Linked DNA regions of Sus scrofa: region 2 is linked to region 1. Evidence: chromatin contacts called from public Hi-C data. All regions are on one chromosome and are shown on one strand. Each heading gives the region's core, a stretch centred on a gene start, on an enhancer-like site or on the middle of the called end of the contact. The rest is flanking DNA. Distances are from core to core; before and after follow the strand shown. Region 1 has its middle 130 kb from the start of TMEM161B. Region 2 has its middle 18 kb from the start of MIR9-2.

Region 1 (5,122 bases), core at 853-3,352:
GGGATCCATATGCATGTTCAACTCACACATTCAGGCAGTGCAATAAAGCAGGGAAAAAACAGCTGATACACAAAAGGGACCGTCTAGACAGTACCCCATCAGTCTGGCTAAATTTGGTGCTGGCATTCCCAATGGGATTGTAATATAATTGTTCTGGTGTCTGCGTTCATTCCCCCTGTCAAACACCATTCCAAGTATACATCCTTCTCCCCCCAACCCTATTTCTTCCATAAATATGAAGCCCAAACCCTGCCATGCTAAAGAGGGTATTAGATGGCCCAACCTTAAGAAAATGTTATAATTTAGCAAACTCATGTTATTTAATTCCTTTTTAAAAAATCCCCCTGTTACTTCCTAATTCCAAGTAGAATTAATTTCAGCCCAATTTTAATCATTTAAATTAGAATATGGAAAAATTTTAATGCAACTACAAATAACCTTGAAACAGCACTTCAGAGGAAAGCAAATAGGCCTTTTTACCCCTTTGTATTTATTAACCTCTGTTAGAAAATTTAACAGAAATCAGAGATGTGAAAGTGTAATGATGGACATGGATCATAAATTCTAATGAAGAAAAAGCTAATGAAAAAGTGTTAAGCAAAAGCACTGAAAAAATGCAAATTGTGTATTTTTTCCTTCTTGGGTTTAAAAGCCATATTTTTTTTCTCTCTAAACATCTTTTGAAATTTAAATTTCTGTTAATTTATATAGGAATTATATATTTTTGGCTTTTAAAAAAGAGAACCCAGAAATGTTTATCCACTGATTTGTAGTAACTGTCAATTAATATTTTAACAAATATTTTGGTTTAAGACATCAAGAAAATGAAAATCACTACTTAGAGAATAAAATAAATTAAAAAGCCCATCGTTAAAATGAATAATGAACAGATATTGACAAAAATGCTTATAATCTAAAAACTTTCACAACATTGAAATGAAAGCTGTCAGAATCCTTCATTTTAAGGAAAATGCAGATGTTAGGATTGGCGTATAATACAACAACTAGTTACACTTATTTTATGTTCTAAAGTGTCACCTCTGGGTATTGTTTAGATATTAAAATTGACCAAAATATCTCTTTTAAAAAATCTTTTATTCTTTTAACTCCAAGCAAAATTATCTTGAGAAATAGGTTGGGTTATTTGTTTTGTTTTATTAATGGTGGGTCTACATTTGTAATTCTTGTTTTGGAGGTTAATAATCCTTTCCTTGATGCTATAAACAGAAATTTGTCTCCCATCTCAGCAATTCTGAGATGCTAGATTATGATCCCAAGTAAGGGAAGAAAGTCTCCCCACCCACACCAGAGACCACTCTAACTAGAGCAAATTCAAAGAAAATACTTCAGACACTAGATCCTGGCTTTATCCAACTTCAGGAGGCTGAGACAAGCTCACCAACCAAAACAAGGCACACGAGAAATGGCTATTCCAGGAAGAAGCAAGGCACAGGGCCTCAACCAGCACAAAGACAGAGCACAATTGCACAGAAAATCACCACCAAAGGGATCAGGAAATATTCAGATAGGTTTAGAGATGTTTTAAAATTCTCACGTGGGAACGAAAGCTGAAAGATGATAAATATCTTTAATGTGGAAAAATGAGATTAAGACATTGTAGCCTTACATTTTTAATTTAAAAAAATAGTGATTTTTCTATTTTTCCCTTCCTCATATGAAACTGTTCTTCTGACTTTGCATGTGGGTACAAAAAAACACAGTCATTAAAAAAGACAACATAATAATATTGGAGCAGTGTCTGCCTGAAGCTGGGTGGTTTGCTTGTGATTGTTTTTTATTCACTTTATTTATTTATTTATTTTTTTACAAGATGGGCTGGTAGAAAGTGAAAGAAAGGCCTGCTGTAGGCCTCTTTGAGATGAAACAGTGTAGCAAAATCTGAGTTTTATACTTGGTTTCCAAACTATTGAAGAATATCCTATGAGACCTCTTAGGTCTTAACTGGATTAAAATGAATATATTTGTGCTCTGGCTCTTTTCAGCTAACTAATGTGCATGTGAATTGTTAGTGTGCGAGGGAGCGGGTGAGAGCAAGTATGTGTGAGACTGGGAGAGGATGCGGGCTCCAGGCTCAGGGTGACTGTGAAGGAGCGTGCAGGCTGGTGTGGGCTGCCTCCAAAGAGGGAGAGAAATGAAAATAAGCAGGCCCTGGGGTCTCTGCGTTTTGTCTTGTTGGGAGCCAGATGAGAAGCTGGGTTGGGAGATGAGGAGGGAGGAGAAGACTGGGGGTAAAGAGAGGGTGGAGAAGGAGGTGTGGCGCGTGTGTGTGTGTGTGTGTGTGTGTGTGTGTGTGGGCACGGCGGTTTCAGTTATGGCTGAGCCTTGGGTTTTTGTTTTGTCCGTTCTGGGCATAAACAGACTGGAATTTCAGGTTCAGGTTGGAGTGCATGCAGGGGAATCGTTGTCATTCTGAATTTCTTTTTCTGGCCCTTCACCATGGTTGCTGCTCAGAACATTATTGCTGCTACAGAGGGGGTTTAGGGGGAGCAGCAAGGGATGGGGGTCTGTCTGCAGCTGCCCCTCTCACACTTGAATAAAAGAACTTTTTTTTTCAGGGGTAGGGGAGCTGTGAATACCTTTCCCAATAAGAGATGAGGCATATTGAAAACTATATTAAATTACCCTGATTAACAATTTAGCCACGAACAGGGGAGCTTTGGGAGATCTCTATAGGCAGGACTGGGGGCTATTCATGCCAGCAGCTAAGAGGTCGAAAGGTTTCTGAAGTTCACAGGCTCAGAGCCTTTGTTATGCTAACAGACAATCTCAAATCAGCTGCCTAGTGGAGTGTGAAATATAAATGATTCCTTGAGAACTTCCAATAAGTTGTCACTCTTGCTCTCCAAATACCAGGACAGGCTGCTAATTTCTAGCAGGCCCTTTTGCAACATCGCTAGCCCTAAATGAATGCCTTTGTAGTTCAAATAATCTTTTCAAGGGAGCTGTCCTATCATCATAGCCCAAATGCATCTTGGTTTTGACTATTAAATGAAAATCAGGGCTCAGCAGTGCTTGACTTTTCCAAGCGGCCGATGTTTGGGAAGGGTGGTGGCAGCTCTCCTGCACAACAAGTTAGCACCCACTGCAGGAGGGCCTGGGGCATTAATAACAGCCGAGACCCTAGGAGCTACCCTAACTCTCACCCCCACTCCCTACTGGGAACAATGCTCCGGGAGAGATTTACGTGGCTTCCCTCAGGCTGGGCTACCTTCTTCTTTCAAGCTCACCAACATTTCTCTGATTTATGAACCCCTGTCCAAGGGGATGGCCAGCTGACCTGCTAGCATCTGACTGGTCACTTCGAAGCATCAACTTTGGAGATGGATGTATTCATTCTTCAGGGCAGGAGAGGCCAAGGGGAAGAGGGCAAGGTGTGTGTTCAGGCCATGCCCCTGGTATCAAATGCCTGTGGATATTATTTTATCATTTGCCCATAAGAAGGATACAAACATGGCTTATGATCTTGGGTGTGACCTTTGAGTATGTCCAGATGGATAGAAAAAAAAAGGTCCAGGCTCTCTTTGTCTGAATTACAAAGCTTTTTAAGTAAGGATGACCACTCCCCATCCTAAAACCCAGACAAGTTGGGAGGAGTGAGAATGAGAACCTATCTGGGAGAGTGTGCCCAAATTAAACAATCTAGTAAGACATGACAAAGCTAATTTATACAAATAAAGAACACACAAAAAAGAGGGGGCAGAGACCAAGGGAAATTAGACATCCATCTGGATCACTCTTTACAAAGGGAGAGATAAAACATTTACAGTAATAACTTGGATCCTAAAAATGTTGGTATTTCTGACTCCCTGTCCTCAACTTCTTTACTGAAATACAAAATGGTCCATGATATCACAGAAGTCTCTGGTTTTTCTAAATAGAGAAGGTTTGATTTTTTTGGCAAGGAATAGAAAAAAATCAAATGGACTGTACTTCATAATATATTCTTAGGTTAAGTTTATAAACATATAAATATATAGAAGCAATCTATTTTAATACACCATTAGATAACTTTATAAAGTTTGATAATACAGAAAAAGAAGGGCCTTAATTACCCTTTATCTTCTTCTTCTTCTCACAATGATTTATAAGTATTACTAACTACAATGATTTTAAAATATTACATCAAAAATGGTTGGGGGAGTTCATTTCATTGGTACAGAAACTGATTTAAGTAAACACTTTTTTCTGCCCTAGGTAAACTAAGACTTACAACTATATGTTAAAACATTAATTAAATATAAATAAGAATGGTGGTGTAATTTGCACCAGTTTTGAAATAATCAAACTCACATGTTTAAATCTTATTTTTTTTTTTTAAAGCCAGGATACAACATACAATGGTAAAGGACTCTGGGATTCAACTCAGAGAATTTAGCCGTCAGAATAGGAGAGTATTTAGGAATCAGATCATTATTTGTCTTTTAAATCCTTATTTATTTTGCCCAGTACAACAATCTGCTAATAATATTGGCTAGAAAAAAATTAGTTCAGTTTACCGACACTGAAGGAGTAAAAGTTTGTGGTTTCTTCTGCCAAATACCAGAATTAGGCAATGAGATTTCATTATTGATGCCCTCACACCCTTTTCAGAGGGACTTAGAATCCTGGTTACCTTTATTTCAGAGATAACAGAATGATTGGCTTCCGATACACATCTAATTACACAAAAATGAAGGCAACACTGATAACTAAAAGTTCAACAATTTCGACACAACTTGCTTAAATTTAACCTTTCATCCCCTTTCCATTTTAAAAAATTTAATATTAAACTGTAAGTATCTGCATGTTATTGATACATGCTGGACATTCAAAGGAGGAACACCTTCCCTATGCTTCCAAATACTTATTTTACCACTTCCAAGCGTCCTCTCTCTTTCCCGTCTTTAACACATCAAAACAGGGAAGAAAGCGCTTTTGTGTTATAACTACAGAGAAAACATTTGAGAATGTGTCAATGCTGTGAATACCAGCACCAGTTTGGGGGTTGGTTTGTTTTTCCCCCTGCCGTGGTATTTCTTTTCCCTTTGCTTTTGAGTCTTTAAACTCTGGCCACTTTGAGAAAAGCAATGGTTGAAATGAAAAGTTGGGACAAATTGCGTTA
Region 2 (5,122 bases), core at 712-3,211, 260 kb before region 1:
TAGCTGAACGTTGCCCTTATACAAATACTCATTTCTAAATGTGTGCCTGATCCACGGAGATTGCACACATTCTCAGAAACCGAACCCCAAACCGCGAGGCTGCGGGAGAGCTGGGATTCCGATGTGCACGGAGTGTGCCCTTCTAGCACAGCGACCTGTGAGTGCAGGCTGAGTGGGATCTGTGTATATCCTTCTTCCTCTCCTATTGCCGCTCTCCAAAAGAATTTTTAAAATTCCACTTCCGATTGGTAAAATACAATCCTCGTTTAATAGATTGCACATCGGCTCGTTCTGATGAAGGGAAACATTTTTATTTACCTACAACTAACAACTTCGTTTCATTTTCCTTCAAAACTAAGGTGGGCACAAACTAGCAACGTTTTATCCTGCTTATTTTGGAACAAGATGTGGCAGATAAACAGGTTCTAAAACATGCCAAGTGTTCCAATAATTTAACGTTCAAAGATTTTTTTATGCCACAGGATGGACCTATAACTCTATAGCAATGATAATCCCTTAACCAATATACAATGCATTGTTCACCAAACCCTCCAGTGGTCTCACTGGAGTGGGAGAAGGAGGATGGTATCTGTGACACCATTGCTATTATTTAAATGAAACAGCTAGGAGAGAATATAATTGTTAATAAAAAGCCATCTCTCCGCCCCTCATGGTTTCCCCTCCCCCTCTGGCATTTTATGACGTGTCATCTACGATAAATATAAGCAGAATTATGTCGATCCGAGTAGCCTACTCTATAACTGTAATGTCGTATTTGCTGGTCAGTAAAAAAATGCAGAGGAAAATTACCATATTTAAGGAATAGTTGTTTGAGGAAATATATGTATTTATGAGTTTAAGAATATATGCATTTATGAGTTTAATCAAAGTTTCTCTCATTTTAAAGGTAAAAATGTGTATGTGTGTACACAGAGTTCTATAAACGTTTGTGCTCACCCTCTGTAGTACCCCTTGTGTTTGCACATTGAAGGTGGCCATGTAATCGTTTCATGGTGCTGGCTTAATGCAGTTAACAGAGAACTAATGGGTTGTCTATGTCGAAAAGCATGCTCCTATTTTTTAATCCCGTCACGTAATGAACTGGTTTTGTACCAGTCTGAGGCTTCCACCTTTAGCCATTATGGATGCTCTTGTCCAAAAAACCCATTTCAACCACTTTTGGTTCCTGGCCACCATTACCAAAATGACCCCATTCTTTCCCTGCAACTATTCTTTATTTTTTAAAGCCTATTTTCGTACTTGACAATACAATAAACAATCTTTGCTGTATAGAAACTCATTTGAAATGATCCGGTGAGCTCCTGCCTTGGTCCTTGCTGCAGACTGTAATGTCAAATACTGGATATGATAGGACCTGGTCGTGGGGCTCCAAGCTGTAGGAGACCGAAGCTACTTTTTCGTGCAGGGATTTCACCTTCTTTCTAGTCAGAAGCGTGCGCGCTGCACACACACACACGCACGCACACACACGCACACACACACACACACACACCCCTCTCCGTAATAACAAGCTGAGGGGGTGCCCCAAATGTGAGCAGAGCCGCAGGGCTGAGGCAGACTGAGTCGGGGCGGTGCGGAGGCCGCCCGTGTGAGCGGCTCCCCGCCCAGGAGTAAGGCTAAGGTGGGCGCCGAGGCCAGGGTAAGGACGCGGTGGGGATGCGCGGGCTTTCAGTTCGTGTCTGAGATGCGGGCGAGGGTGACCAGGAACCCAGGAATGAAACCTAAGTTGCATGGAGCTTGGAGCCCCTGGACAGCCACCCGCGTCCGGGCGGAGGAGAGCCGTCCGCGGTCTGAGCTCGAGCGTGGAGAGGCCTCCGGCGCTCAGTCTGGCTGGGGAGAAGCCCGCGAAGAGGGTCCCGCGGCGCTTTTGTACAGCCCCGCCTCGGCCAGCAGCGATCTGACGCACCGGCTCCCCCGGGACGCTGGGGGCGTCGCACTGCAGCTGGGTGGGGAGCAATTTATTCCTCTCCGTCCCATCCCAGCCCATCTTCGGTTACTCCACCCTACCCCTCCCCTCCCTCCTCCTCTACCTACGCCTTCACTACCTCGAATTCTCCACCTCCTCCTCTTCTTCCATCCCCCTTCTACTTCTCTCTCCCCCTCTCTCTCCTCCCTCCCGCCTCCCTTCCCTCTCCCCTCCTTCTCCTCTCCGAATAAGCAAGCTTTTGCTTCTAAAATCACAAGTAATCCTCGTGTGTAACAGAGAGAGGGAGAGAGAGAGAGAGAGGGAGAGAGAGAGAGAGAGAGAGAGGGAGAGAGAGAGAGAGGGAGAGACAAGCCTGCCCCGCCGAGAGCGCAGCAGACAGGAGGGGAATCTGGCACAACGGCTGAGAGAGGAAACTTGACGCTTCAGGGACACCATTTGCCAGGGCCTCACTCGAGGTAAGTACTCTGGGGATAGCAGAGTTCGATTCCTGGCGGGGTCCAGCCTCTGCCCATGGCCCAGGCAGGAGAGGTGGGCACCATTACCAGGGATTACTCAAACTATGATAAAAATGGGGGTGGGTTGCTAGCGGGCGGGTGGAGCGGGGTGCGGCGAGCAGGGATCCGACCAAAGGGCCGTGGTCAGCAGGGTGCTTTGGGCTTGGAAAGGCTGGACTCTGGGCTCCTGACCTGGGGCACCCTGTGATCCTGCCAGGGTTCCGTGAGGCTACGGGGCGGGTGGGGTTGGGAGGGCTTTCCGCTATCGGGTTTTTCTCCCTATGCAGGGCGTCCCCACAGCTCCCCTCTTCTAAACAGCCTCTGCCCTATCATGAAGTCACAGTTTGCACCTAGCTCGAACCTTGTTAAGGGAAAGTTTAGGAAGGCGGGGGCTTGGTAGGTCTGTGTAGAACCTAACTGGGAATCCAAGACTTGCACGGAAAATCGACAGTTTTCCTTTTTTTTTCTTTTTAAAAAATTACCCTTAACGAAAAATTGTATGCATTCAAAAAGATTATTGGATTATTATGTCTGATCAGCTGCTGATGACCTACCAATAAGCGTTTTAAACACACGCACTTTTGCGCGCGCGCGCGCACACACAAGCACCACACACACACACACACACCAGGGGGTATGTGCAGTGGGAAAGGCCGTCGTCAGAAGTAACTAAGAATTCAGAGGAAGTCGCCAGGGTTTTTAAGTGTGTAAAGGCTGTGTACATGTCCTCCATGTGTACAGAGAGCAGAGGGAGGGGGCAGAGGGAGAGCGCGTTGGCTCGGCGTTTTCTCTGTGTCTGTGTGTTTCGCGTGTTGTCAACTGGCTCTGGTTTCTAAGCGCTGAATGCTGCCAGGGGCGGGGGCCAGCATCCACCAGCCACCTCGGCACCCTAGTGGCGAAACAGGACTCATTTGTTTGGTGCAGAGCGGTGACGACCTAGAAGAGACTGAAGTGTGGTTAGGTCGGCCCCCTGCCATCCATTATACCTGCGGCAGATGGCTCAAGTGGTAGAATGGTTTTGTTTGCGGGGATCAAGAAGGGAGGAGGGGGAGTATAGAGCCTCGCCCCACTCTAAGGAAGAACCAAACCTTCTTTCATAGAAGCCACATTCGTACCATCAAAACCAATAATGTTGCCACGGTCCATGAGTGAACCTGGACATGTTAGTGACCTTGGTGCCTGACTCCAGTTGATGACATAGCAGAATTTTAGGATCAATATTTTTTTTGAAATAAATTGCTGATGAAGTATCCACTCCTCCCTGTACATGTGCACGCGCGCGCGCGCACGCACACACACACACACACACACACACACACACACACCTGTCTCCAACCAGATGCAGACAGGTGTCCTTGGAGCTCTATTCCCTAAAGCCAAACGTCATTGAGCCCCTGTAGATTGCTGAAAGCAGCTGAAAGGGAGGCCAGTCCAGGAGCTGGAAGTCCTCTAGTGATTTATTCGATCAGCCTGCTTGCTACCACAAATAAGGCCCCCACCCCCAGATAATCATCTAGCTGGGATTTAACAGGGTTTTAAATATTTCCATCTTACTTTACATGCAACAATGTGCCTTTCTGATCAATAATCCCATCTTTGCATCCCTATCTTCCTTCATGCTTCTCAACAAGCAAGAAAGGAAATGCAGGCATGTCTGTGGGTACGCGCTCTTGCGCGCGCCCGCGCGCGCGCGCACACACACACACACACACACACACACACACACACCCTCCAAGGTGAGCCCAGAAGGAGGGCAGGTATGACAAAGGAACACAGACATAATCTAATGACATTTTAGCCTGTCTTTATTACTTAATTTACTTGCTTAATAAGAGGAATTTAAAGAGAAATATATTAAGGAAAACCTAAACAGAAGAGAAGCTTTGTCTCCACCCTTACTTAACACACACACACCAATGTAACAACCAAATATCCATGGTTTATATATTTTTTATATAGCCATTACATAATGTTACATATAATAATATGCATACATTACTATTTCTTGTGAATAAGAAATATTTCACTGGCCTAATTTTCTGTTCAAAGTAAATAATCCTTTAATTAGGGTTTAATATGCTTATGTTTTGGGGAGTGACTAGGTGTATAGAGAAATTCCATAATTTTTGACACTTAAATTCTAATTTTCTATTTTTAATGTTAAATCAACAGTATTTAGGATCAATAAAATTAAAGAATACCGAACAACAATGAGGACCCACTTGGATAAGATTTTCAAGTCACAAATACAAATATAGCTACATTCTAGCAACTTAGTGCATCTTAGGGAAAACTTTAAACCCCTGAATTTCTCAAAGTGTTTTCAGTACCTAAAGACACCCTTGAACTAGGTTTGATTAATGGCTGCTTGTTGGTACCCAGTGTAATTTAATTTTTCTGTATAATTTTCTGTTCTATGAAGATTTCTATTGCACCAGGAGAAAGTTGACTTTGATATGCAGTGGAGTACAGGATTAATTGACAGAAATGTCATTCAGATATAGCTCTGTTTTATTTACTATTAGTAATACAGGGTTTTTTTTTTTTTTAACCTATATCATACAAACTGCTAAGGGCCTGCTCTGGGATGTGAATTCATACATCATCAAAACACAGTCAGATACACTTGAAGGAAAAAAAATTAAAGAAAAAAAATACTTTGCAAAACTGATTTGAAGAA

Evidence for each region. A called contact is a pair of places that touch in the nucleus more often than the background predicts.
Region 2: a Hi-C map of brain shows a contact between it and region 1, with 18 times the contacts expected there. The contact joins two enhancer-like sites. A contact is called at or near these places in 2 of 47 Hi-C or Micro-C datasets (brain and epiblast stem cells).

The regions. Positions count from the first base shown.
Region 1 is chr2:95,827,006-95,832,127 of Sscrofa11.1, reverse strand. It overlaps the pseudogene LOC106509498. Among named protein-coding and RNA genes, the nearest start is that of TMEM161B, 130 kb to the right of the region's middle. Within about 2 kb of position 2,102, at least 11 of the 83 cell types and tissues checked have an H3K27ac peak or open chromatin away from gene starts, as enhancers often do. A contact at or near this core is called in brain, where this site is marked.
Region 2 is chr2:96,091,445-96,096,566 of Sscrofa11.1, reverse strand. No RefSeq gene overlaps it. Among named protein-coding and RNA genes, the nearest start is that of MIR9-2, 18 kb to the right of the region's middle. Within about 2 kb of position 1,961, at least 12 of the 83 cell types and tissues checked have an H3K27ac peak or open chromatin away from gene starts, as enhancers often do. A contact at or near this core is called in brain, where this site is marked.